Linked DNA regions of Astyanax mexicanus: region 1 is linked to region 2. A link is a contact called in public Hi-C data. All regions are on one chromosome and are shown on one strand. The core of a region is the stretch at or near the end of the contact, and the rest is flanking DNA. Distances in the headings are between cores, read along the strand shown. Region 1 holds the start of marcksl1a (MARCKS-like 1a). Region 2 has its middle 28 kb from the start of bsdc1.

Region 1 (4,822 bases), core at 918-3,417, 160 kb before region 2:
CCACCAGATATCCATGTTGTCAGCAACTGTGAACAATGCAAAGGCTGATAAACCCAAAACCCAAAGAGTACCATGTATCTTCAACAAGCGATCAATATCTTTTAATTTTTAACTATTATTTCCTTTTATTCCAAGTAATTTTGGACAGTTTCTATTGGTCTGTTTCATTTTGTGTGGAAACAGAAAACAGAAAAAAGAAAACAGTTAATGCCTCTCAAAGATTCATCATGTAATTTATATATTAGTTTAATTAATGGGGGGATTTTGTGTGTGGCATATACTGACTTAAATCATTTTTATATATAAAAAAGCATTTTCTTGAATTGCATGCTGATTGCTATCAATTTGGATGTGTGGATATGTTGCGTCTCACGTCCCACAGGGTTCTATTTTAGGTACTTTAAATGTGTCTGTTCAGAATAATTCATTTATGAGGGTGAAGAACTGAAGTGTAGACTATCAATCTATAGGTCGAGTTTAAATTGGTAACATATACAAAATAAATATATCTATTTGTGGTATATAATTTTGTGGACGACACATTCATTTCTTTCATTTGTTTTCCGAATTAAATATGATTTGCACTTAAAACGTCAATTAAAACACCTGTGGACATTGGATCGGCGGTACCCAAACTTTTGATTTCGTCATTCAGCTTGTAGTTCTAGTGTTGGCCGCGGGTGTCGCCATTTGTCAAAAAAAAATATGAGCTGATTTTCTCAAAAATGATGAAGTGCTGCTGCGATAGCGCTGACTGATTGGGAGGGGGCGCTATAGATCCGCGCAGATTCTGGACGCGGGCGAAACAAAGACAACGACGACGACGCGACTATGAACAGACTGCGTTCAATCAAACCCGGAGCCAGAGAGGGGCTTGGTGGGGTTTTTGTGACGCTTGCTTGGATTTAAAGGTCCATCGCTGATGAGCTTTATTCTTCACTGCCCTTCTTAATGAGGATTTTTATTATTAATTTGTTTTATTTATTGCTAATTGTTGCAGCTGAAATTAGGCCACTAATGCACGCACGTTGGATGCGCGCGCGTGTCTGTGTGTGTTATCAGTGTAATTCAAACCTATATTATCATCTAAAACCATTTCAAACGATTTTCTTGCGGTGTAAATTCTTTTTTTTTTTTTTACAAAGTGGCATAAAATTGCTGTTTGCGTGTTTCAGACTGTCGCTGTGTGTGTGTACGTGCCCCTCCGCAGCCCCTTCATTTGCATGCTTTGCGCCCTTTTGTTCTAAAAGCTGGGTTGCCATATCCAGCGTCTATTATTCCACCACGATGGTGATTTAATGCGATCTCATAGATTCTTATGAGAAAATCTTCATTATTAAAAATAACACTTACTAAAAAACATTTAGTTATACATCCCCACCCCAAAAAAGGGGGGCTTCAACGCGTGAAGACCCTACCAGACAGACAATAAGCCACAATATTGGTGGGTGCTTCATCTTTCCAACACAAAGAGTTAGTTTAACGAGATCAGACTTTAATCTTTAATGTGAGTCTGGAATAATGTGTGAAATCAAAACTGAGCATCTTAGATATTTAAAATATTTTTTAAAAAACAGTATTTTGAATGGACCATTCTAGTCAAAATAATAGATAAAAAAGTCAACGTGTAGACACACACACACACACACACACACATACACACACTTACACACACACAGACAAGCCGCCAGCCTAGTGGTGGTACACCCCCTCCCCTCCTCGTTTACGAGAGAGACAGAGAGAGAGCATCAGAGGGAATGGGGAAAATGAGATCCCCAACAAAAAATCCCCTCAAATAAAAATAAATAAAAAATAAAATTCATTAATAAAAAAAAAAAACATATCAATTAACTGAATAAGATGCCTTGGCTTACCTGGCCGTTGGCTTTAGCCGCTGCAGTCTCAGCCTCGCCCTTAGATAACTGAGAACCCATCTTCAGTCCTTCTTTAATTAAACCCAAAAACTCAAAGAGAAAAAAAAACGAAACAAGGACCTCCAAAAAATGAAACCCCCCCGAAAAAAGTGTCTCACAGATCACACTGGCTGTCTTTCTCCTCCCTCAAGTTAGTATATAAGCAGCGTAGTGTCTGCTGTAGGAAAGCTGCTGTATGATCACATCCACACGTCTCCACGGCCAGAGCAGTGTGAGGGTTCAGGAGATGTTGCTGTGTGTATTTGTGAAGCTCCAGGCCCCGCCCACTCGCGATTGCAAGGCACGCCTCGCGCGCTGGGTTTGCCTTGGTGGGTGGGTGTGTGTGTGTTGGAGGGGGAGGGGGGTGGTGGAGGGGGGTGGTGGAGGGGTGTTAGATGGGTGTTTGTCCTGTTATTGCGTTCGACTTCTTGTTCATAATCAAAACAATAATTAATTAATAAAATCTAATAAAATCAAATGAATAAATAAATAAAAATAAAACAACACCTATATATTTCAAAATCACTTTATAAACTCATAAACTGGAAGAGGGGCTTAAACGAAAGTGGGTATGGCCTAAATTATTTTAAATTAATGTTACATAAATGGGCGGGGCTTAAATAAATTATCATCCATTCTTAACCTAGAAGTGTGCGCTTTTATAGTTTTTATACTCCAAAATCCCTTTGCCTACAACTACATGCTAACTGAATGGTGACTTGAAGGAGCTATCATCTAAAGCTAACTCAATGGGCGAGTCTAGAATGAGTTACCATCTAATACTAACCCAATGAGCAGGTCTAGAATGAGTTACCATCTAAAGCTAACCCAATGGGCAGATCTAGAATGAGTTACCATCTAATGCTAACCCAATGAGCAGATCTAGAATGAGTTACCATCTAATGTTACCCAATGAGCAGGTCTAGAATGAGTCACCGCCTAATGCTAACTGAATGGGTGGGTCTAGAATGAGTTACCATCTAATGCTAACCCAAAGGTTGGGTCTAGAATGAGTTACCATCTAATGCTAACCCGATGAGCAGATCTAGATTGAGTTACCATCTAATGCTATCCCAATGGTTGGGTCTAGAATGAGTTACCATCTAATGCTAACCCGATGAGCAGGTCTTCAATGAGTTACCATCTAATGCTAACTCAATGGGCAGGTATAAAATTTGTTACCATCTAATGCTAACTTAATGGGCAGATCTCAAATGAGTTACCATTTAATGGTAACCAGATGGGCGGGTCTAGAATGAGTTACCATCTAATGCTAACCTAATGGGTGTAGCTTGAAGAAGTATCTAATTCCAGCTCAATTGGTGTGGCTTTAATGAGTTACCATCTAATTCGAACTCAATGGGTGGGGTTTAAATTACCTGCCAATCCTAGCATAGAAATGAGTAGTTTTTCAAATTTCAAAATAATTTATCTTAAGCTGGAGAAGAGCTTAAACGAGTTTCCATCTGTTAATTACTCAATGGGTGGGGCTTGAATGAATTACTATCCAATCCTAACCTAGATGTGAAGTTAGCAGCTATTGCTAATGTGATTGGTATGGCTTAACCCCTTAACGCCTGTTGTTGCAAATATGCAACTAACCGTTTGATTCAATCAACCTGCCAAGATAGCGCCTGCATTCCCCCAATGCCTGTAGTGAATATTTGCCACGGACCTAGGAACCTTTGACAATTTACAATTCAAATGAATCTAGAATTCAAATTAATGAAATGTTTCCTGTAATATTTGTGTATATTGTGTTGGTGACAGTAATTGGTGTTATTTATTATTGAATGCCTGCTGTTGGGTGCATAAATAAAACATTGATTTTTCACTGTTATATTACTCTGTTATTGTTATCTTAGTATGGACCATTATGTCTGCTGTAGCAAATTTGCAACATACCAAATTTACCCCAAATAGACCATATTGCCTGTTGTTGCAAATTTGCAACATACCAAAATTTCTATTTATTTTTGTGCAAAAGTGAAATTAATAATCTCAACAATATTTACTATCTACTTAAAGGTAAAACACACATGAAACATTTTTTCATATACAGCTACATTAATTCAGGCGTTAAGGGGTTAAATGAGTTTCCACCTAATGCTAACTCAATGGGTGTGGCTTAAATACATTACCATGTAAAGCTACCTCAGTGGGTGGGGCTTGAATGAATTACCATACAGTCCTAACCTAGAAGTCAATAGTTTTTCATACTCCGAAATCCCATTGCCTATAACTGGATGCTAACTCAATGCGTGTAGCCTAAATGTGTTTCCATTAAATGCTAACTCAGTGGGCAGGGCTTAAATGAATTACCCACCAATCCAAGCCTAGAAGTGAGAAGCTTTCATATTTTCAAAGCACTTTATCAAAACTGGAGGAGGGGCTCAAATTAGTTACCATCTAATACTATCTCAATGGACGTGGACGAGGCATAATAGAGTAACCATTAAAGCATCGGTTGGTGGGCGTGTCCTGAAAAAAATATAATTTAATTCTTACATGATGGGTGGGGCTTAAACCACTTAATTTACACTTAATTTTAGCATTGTGATGAATTGTTTGTTTGTACTTTAGTAGCACATAGTTGAAAACTGGATGTGGTCCTGAATGGGTAGGGATTGATTGGATGACTTGCGTGAACGATGCTTTGCCAATCTTAGCCAATCCTAACACAGAAGGCGTGTTTTTGATTTAACTTCCAACCCAGCTTGTGTTTTGTGAGAAATTATTATTAATATGCTGACTCCTAATGTGAGTTCATTTATTTCAAGTTCCTTTATGTATATATATATATATATATATATATATATATATATATATATATATATATATATATGTTTGTGTACAAATGTAATATATGAATATTCATAAGAAGGGTCCATTTATGACATTGGTTACTT
Region 2 (4,853 bases), core at 386-2,885:
GGCACACAATCGAACTTCAACGTTGAAATGGGGTTGAAGTAATGTCTTTTGTACATTTAATGTTAAATGTTTGTGCAAATGTAGTTTTTTTTTCTTTTTTTTTTTTTCATTTCCTCAACAATTTACAAGGACAATCACCCAACCCACTCATTAGGACTCCCCCTTTCACTAGTGAGTAACCGAGTAGCATCACAGCGCATTTGGAGGAAAGCGCAGCGACTCAGTTCCGATACATCAGCTCACAGACGCAGCCTTGTGCTGATCAACATCACCCTTTGGAGTGATGTGGGAAGAGAGTGCCATCTACCCACCCAGAGAGAGTCAACTGTGCTCCCTCAGGGCTCCGGCAGTCGATGGCAAGCTGCATGAAGAGGATTCGAACCAGCGTTCTCAAACGTAGTCTCAAATGTTATTGTTGAATCAGCATACTGTGCTCAACCTTCTGCATTTAGGATTAGCATTTTATATTTCCTCACCATACAATAAAAAAAAACAGTTTGATAGAGGGATGAAAAAGTGCTTTTACTTCCATTTGCAGTAATTGCATTTTCATTTGACACCAAATCACCAAGTCGATCTTGGGAAGGCCTGACCTTGAAAACTGTTGCCTGACCTTGTCTGGCCATAGTACTGTATCACAGTTTTAGAGTTTTAGAGCAATCTTTTTATAGCCTAGACCATCTTTGTGGAGAGCAACAATTCTATTTCTCACATCCTTCGAGAGTTCTTTGCTATGAAGTGCCATGAAGAATTTCCAATGGCCAGCATGAGAGAATTCAACCTAAAACATCCAATGAATGAATATGGTGAATGAATATTGTTGGGATTTTAAAGAGGATCTCCAGTTTGTCAACAGCTTGTTGATTAAAAAAATGATTTAAAAAGTCCAATATTCTGATATCTACAGTGCATAGAAATATGAAAGGATTTGAGGAGTGCTCAGAAACATCCTACAATGGATTATCATATAGACATGGAGACATTTTGGAGACATTTATTGTGTTCAGATGAATCAAAATTTGTAGACCTTTAAAAAACATGAATGCTGCATGCTTCAGGGAAAAAAAATAAATATCTTGGGTTTAAACTGTCTGCAATTGAATAAGAGTCAAACACAATGTAAGACTTTTTTTATTTTTGATTTGGGCACATGTATATTGTATTTTGCAGCTGGTTTGTAAAACCAATAAGGGGCTGCACAGTGTGCTGTGGTTATTTCCGTCCTGTTGCCTAGCAAAGCCTGGTAGAAACGACTGTAACCCACGGCCTACTGACAGCTTACTGCTTTAATAAACACATTCGGTTGACTTTCAGTGGAAAAGACAGCTGACCAAGCACATCGAGGATCTGAAAGACCAGTGGAAAAGGAGATCCAGCATACTTCAACCGTGCTGGATGGAAAAAGAAATGTTTAAAAGACGCTTGTGGGCCAAATAAAAGAAAAAGAAGGGTACGCAGCAATTTGCTGGTCGCAGAACTTTCGACTACACACCAAAAGGTCACGGGTTTGATCCCAACTGTCGGCGGCTGACACCGCCGTGCCCTCCAACATGACGTTTAACCCTGAGCTGCTCCATTAATCAATCATTGATCTCTGCTTAGGTCTCCACTGTTTCAGAAGAGCTTAATTCAATTTCTCTCATTCAGAGCGTCCCTCAGCACTGTTACCCAGCAGCTCCGCAAAACAGAGCCGTCCTGAAACCGAGCCAGAGACGCCTGCGGCAAGGAAAAAACTCCCCGAGACTGAAAAAAGGAACAGATCTTAAGAGGAACCAAGACTCAAAAGCAGATCACATCCCCCAGCGTGAGGCCGACTGAACTTTAGACGCTCCAGCTCACCACGGCTAATCATCAGGCTGCCCACTGGATCGCATTTACATACTTTCAACTTCACATCTGACACACTCATCATTTACTCCTCAGGGCTTCCAGATACTGTAACTTCCACTGTCTGGAATGTTGTTAAGCAATGGCAGTTAAAGGGGAAGTCCACCAATTTCAACAAATTCTGAATAATTCAGCGGCTGTGAAGCGAATTTGAGTCATTGAGAGAAGGTTTGATCTGAAATGGTTCACTGCAGAGAAATCTCTCCAAAGCACACCATCATAATTGTGGAAACTTCACACTAGACCTCAAGCAGTTTGGACTGTGTGTCTCTCCACTCTTCCTCCAGACTCTGCTCCCTTGATTTCCTTCAAATGAAATGTAAAATTTACTGATGATCAGTGATGGTTTGGAGAGACATGTCTGTCATCTGCTGGTGTTGATCCACTGTGTTTTCTTGGAAATCTTACAGCACTTCATGCTTCCCTCTGCTGACAACTTTTACAGAGATGCAGATTTCATTTTCCAGCAGGACTTGGCACACTGCCCACACTACCAAAAGTTCCAGTTGGTCTTATACTGTATAAAATTGTGATTTTTTTGAGACACTGATTTTTGGGTTTTCATTGGCTGTAAGTCATAGTCATCAACAATAAAATAAATAAACACTTAAAATAGACCATTCTGTGTGTAATACATCTATATAATATTTGAGCTTCACATTTTTTTACATTTTAACATTTTAATTACGAAAAATAAAGTAACTTTTTTTAATGAATGAAAAGTAAACAGGGCAGAAACTTAACTTTATTTTCACTTTGTAATTTAAACGTTAACATGTTCCATTTAAAATATACTGTTTATATAAAATTTGTCGGTTGTGTTCTGCATTAACCTTATTTATTAAAGGTGTTTGGCTAGCAATGGACGATAAAGCAAAAATCTATATCACCATTTATTTCTTAATTTTGTTCAATAAGATGCACAATTCCAATATAGAAATGAATAGTACAGTATAAAAGCCATCTCACTCTTGGTGCAAATAATCACACCCTGATAGAGCTGGGTAATATGGAAAAAAAATTATTTCACAATATTTAAAGACATTACATACACATACACAGTATTTATTTTATTTTGACATGTAAACAAAATGAAAAATCATCAGTACTGCAATTACAATACCAACAAATCATTATTATTTAACCTCAGCAGTGCTATTCTAATCATAAACATACCTCAGCAGTGCAACTCAATTCACATGTGAGTAAAATTTGAGCCTGCCACTGCTGCTTAAATTTTTTTTGTTACATACTAATTCTTCTGGGTCTCATATAGAAATAGTCCATTGCCCCCATGTCTCTAAAATCATCCTTTCACATTCAACTTATACCTGAAAAAATACGCAACAGCTGGCATTTACAACCCAACTCCAAAGACATGCTTAAACCACAACAATATGTTCCTCTGATCAACACGAGTCTGTTAATAAAACACGCTTTATATAAACATCAGCTACTGTTTTCATACGCTATCAAACCCCGCTGACTGCGGGGTTTGCAGCCAAGCGAGCTCTTAATGGAGAGGGACTGCTCATTTCTACACGCCATTTCAGGAACATGAATGATGCAAAACAGGCTAAAAAAGGAGAGAAAGCCCCCCTCCTGTTTCTATGGTTACCAGACTTCCCACTTTCCCATGCTCTTCTGAAGAGTGTGAAGGCAGCCTTTCTGCAGCGCCTCTTTGGTCTTTATTTTCGGTGTTTTTTTCGGCGACAAAGACGTGCCCTTCCACAGGCTCTGCTGATCCCCTGATAGAGTGCAGTTGTAGTGCTGGACACACCACTAAAATCACTAGGACTTTGATGAGCAAGGATTTTTTATTCTATTCAAGTTTCGAATAGAATATCTGAATCGATATGCTCCAAATGTCATAAACAATGTCAGTATGAAACAAAGGGCATTTGTAAAATTTAAAATCGTGCTGACACAATTCTGTATTATGGCATTCATTTCTTTTCGTGAAATATCTTATGTTTTCATACCTTGTCCAAGGTATTGCACTATTTGGCGCGTTTCGGCAGCAGAGAGATCCTTTTTCTTTCTCATGTTGCTTGAAACCTGTGGCCTACTTGATAATGTGGAACATCCTCCTTAGTAGCTTTCTTTTAATTGGGCTCACCTGGAAAACGAATTATCACAGGTGTCTGAGATTGATTTCAGTGGTCCAAAGAGCCCTGAGACAACTAGAGCTAGCCTACACCTGTGTGTAGAGATGTATGAGATCTGTGATTTGACTTAATGATTCGCAGTCATGGACTTATACTTTTGTTGAGATTTGTAATTTTTTTTTATTTTTTTGACTGCGCATTTGTAATTATTCTGCACTGTTGTGGCCGCAAATGCATTTTCTGGTGCATTTTTTTTTATTTTTGAAGAATATACTGTTCTCATCAGGATGTTTGTTCAATAAAACTCGATTTATAATCGATTTATAAACAGGTGATGACTTTTACCATTTGGGAAAATCAGGGAAAAATATAATTTGCATAATAGTTCAGAACAAAGTGTATGCTTTTCTATGTTGGCAATGTGTAGTAAAGACACTGTCATGAATGCAATTTATTTTGACTACATTTTACTTGTATAAATATATAAAACTGCTGCTTTGTTATTCAGCCAGAAAAAAAGGGCAGAAAAAAATGTCAAATAGGTTTTTGCAGAAACTTAATGACCTCTTGAGACACATCACTGAAGCCCTAGCTAGAACCCCCCTTTACAATGCATGAGACTGCAACTCCTGAAAGTGTGAGCGCCACAGCGAAGGCCCAGTTCAGTAACAGCCTCAGGCAAGATCACATCTCTGCGGTTTCAGCTTAAGCCATGCCATCCTGAGTGAGAAAGACGACGGCGCTGCCAAGCTCATGTGATTGCCACCTCAAGAATTCCATTCTCAGAGCTGCCAAACCAAAAAAATGCACGTGTAAGCGATGCCAACTCGACAATGATCCTAGCCTTTTAAAAACACG

The links. Hi-C and Micro-C count contacts between places; a contact is called where the count stands out from the background.
Region 1: a Hi-C map of muscle shows a contact between it and region 2, with 12 times the contacts expected there. The contact joins the promoter of marcksl1a here to the enhancer-like site in region 2. A contact is called at or near these places in 2 of 3 Hi-C or Micro-C datasets (both in muscle).

Annotation. Positions count from the first base shown.
Region 1 is chr7:6,868,577-6,873,398 of AstMex3_surface, reverse strand. It overlaps marcksl1a (MARCKS-like 1a), which reads right to left and starts at 2,167. Exons shown (of 2, transcript XM_007228992.4): 1 at 1,875-2,167. The coding sequence starts at 1,934.
Region 2 is chr7:6,711,968-6,716,820 of AstMex3_surface, reverse strand. No RefSeq gene overlaps it. Among protein-coding and RNA genes, the nearest start is that of bsdc1, 28 kb to the right of the region's middle. Within about 2 kb of position 1,635, the one cell type or tissue checked has an H3K27ac peak away from gene starts, as active enhancers do.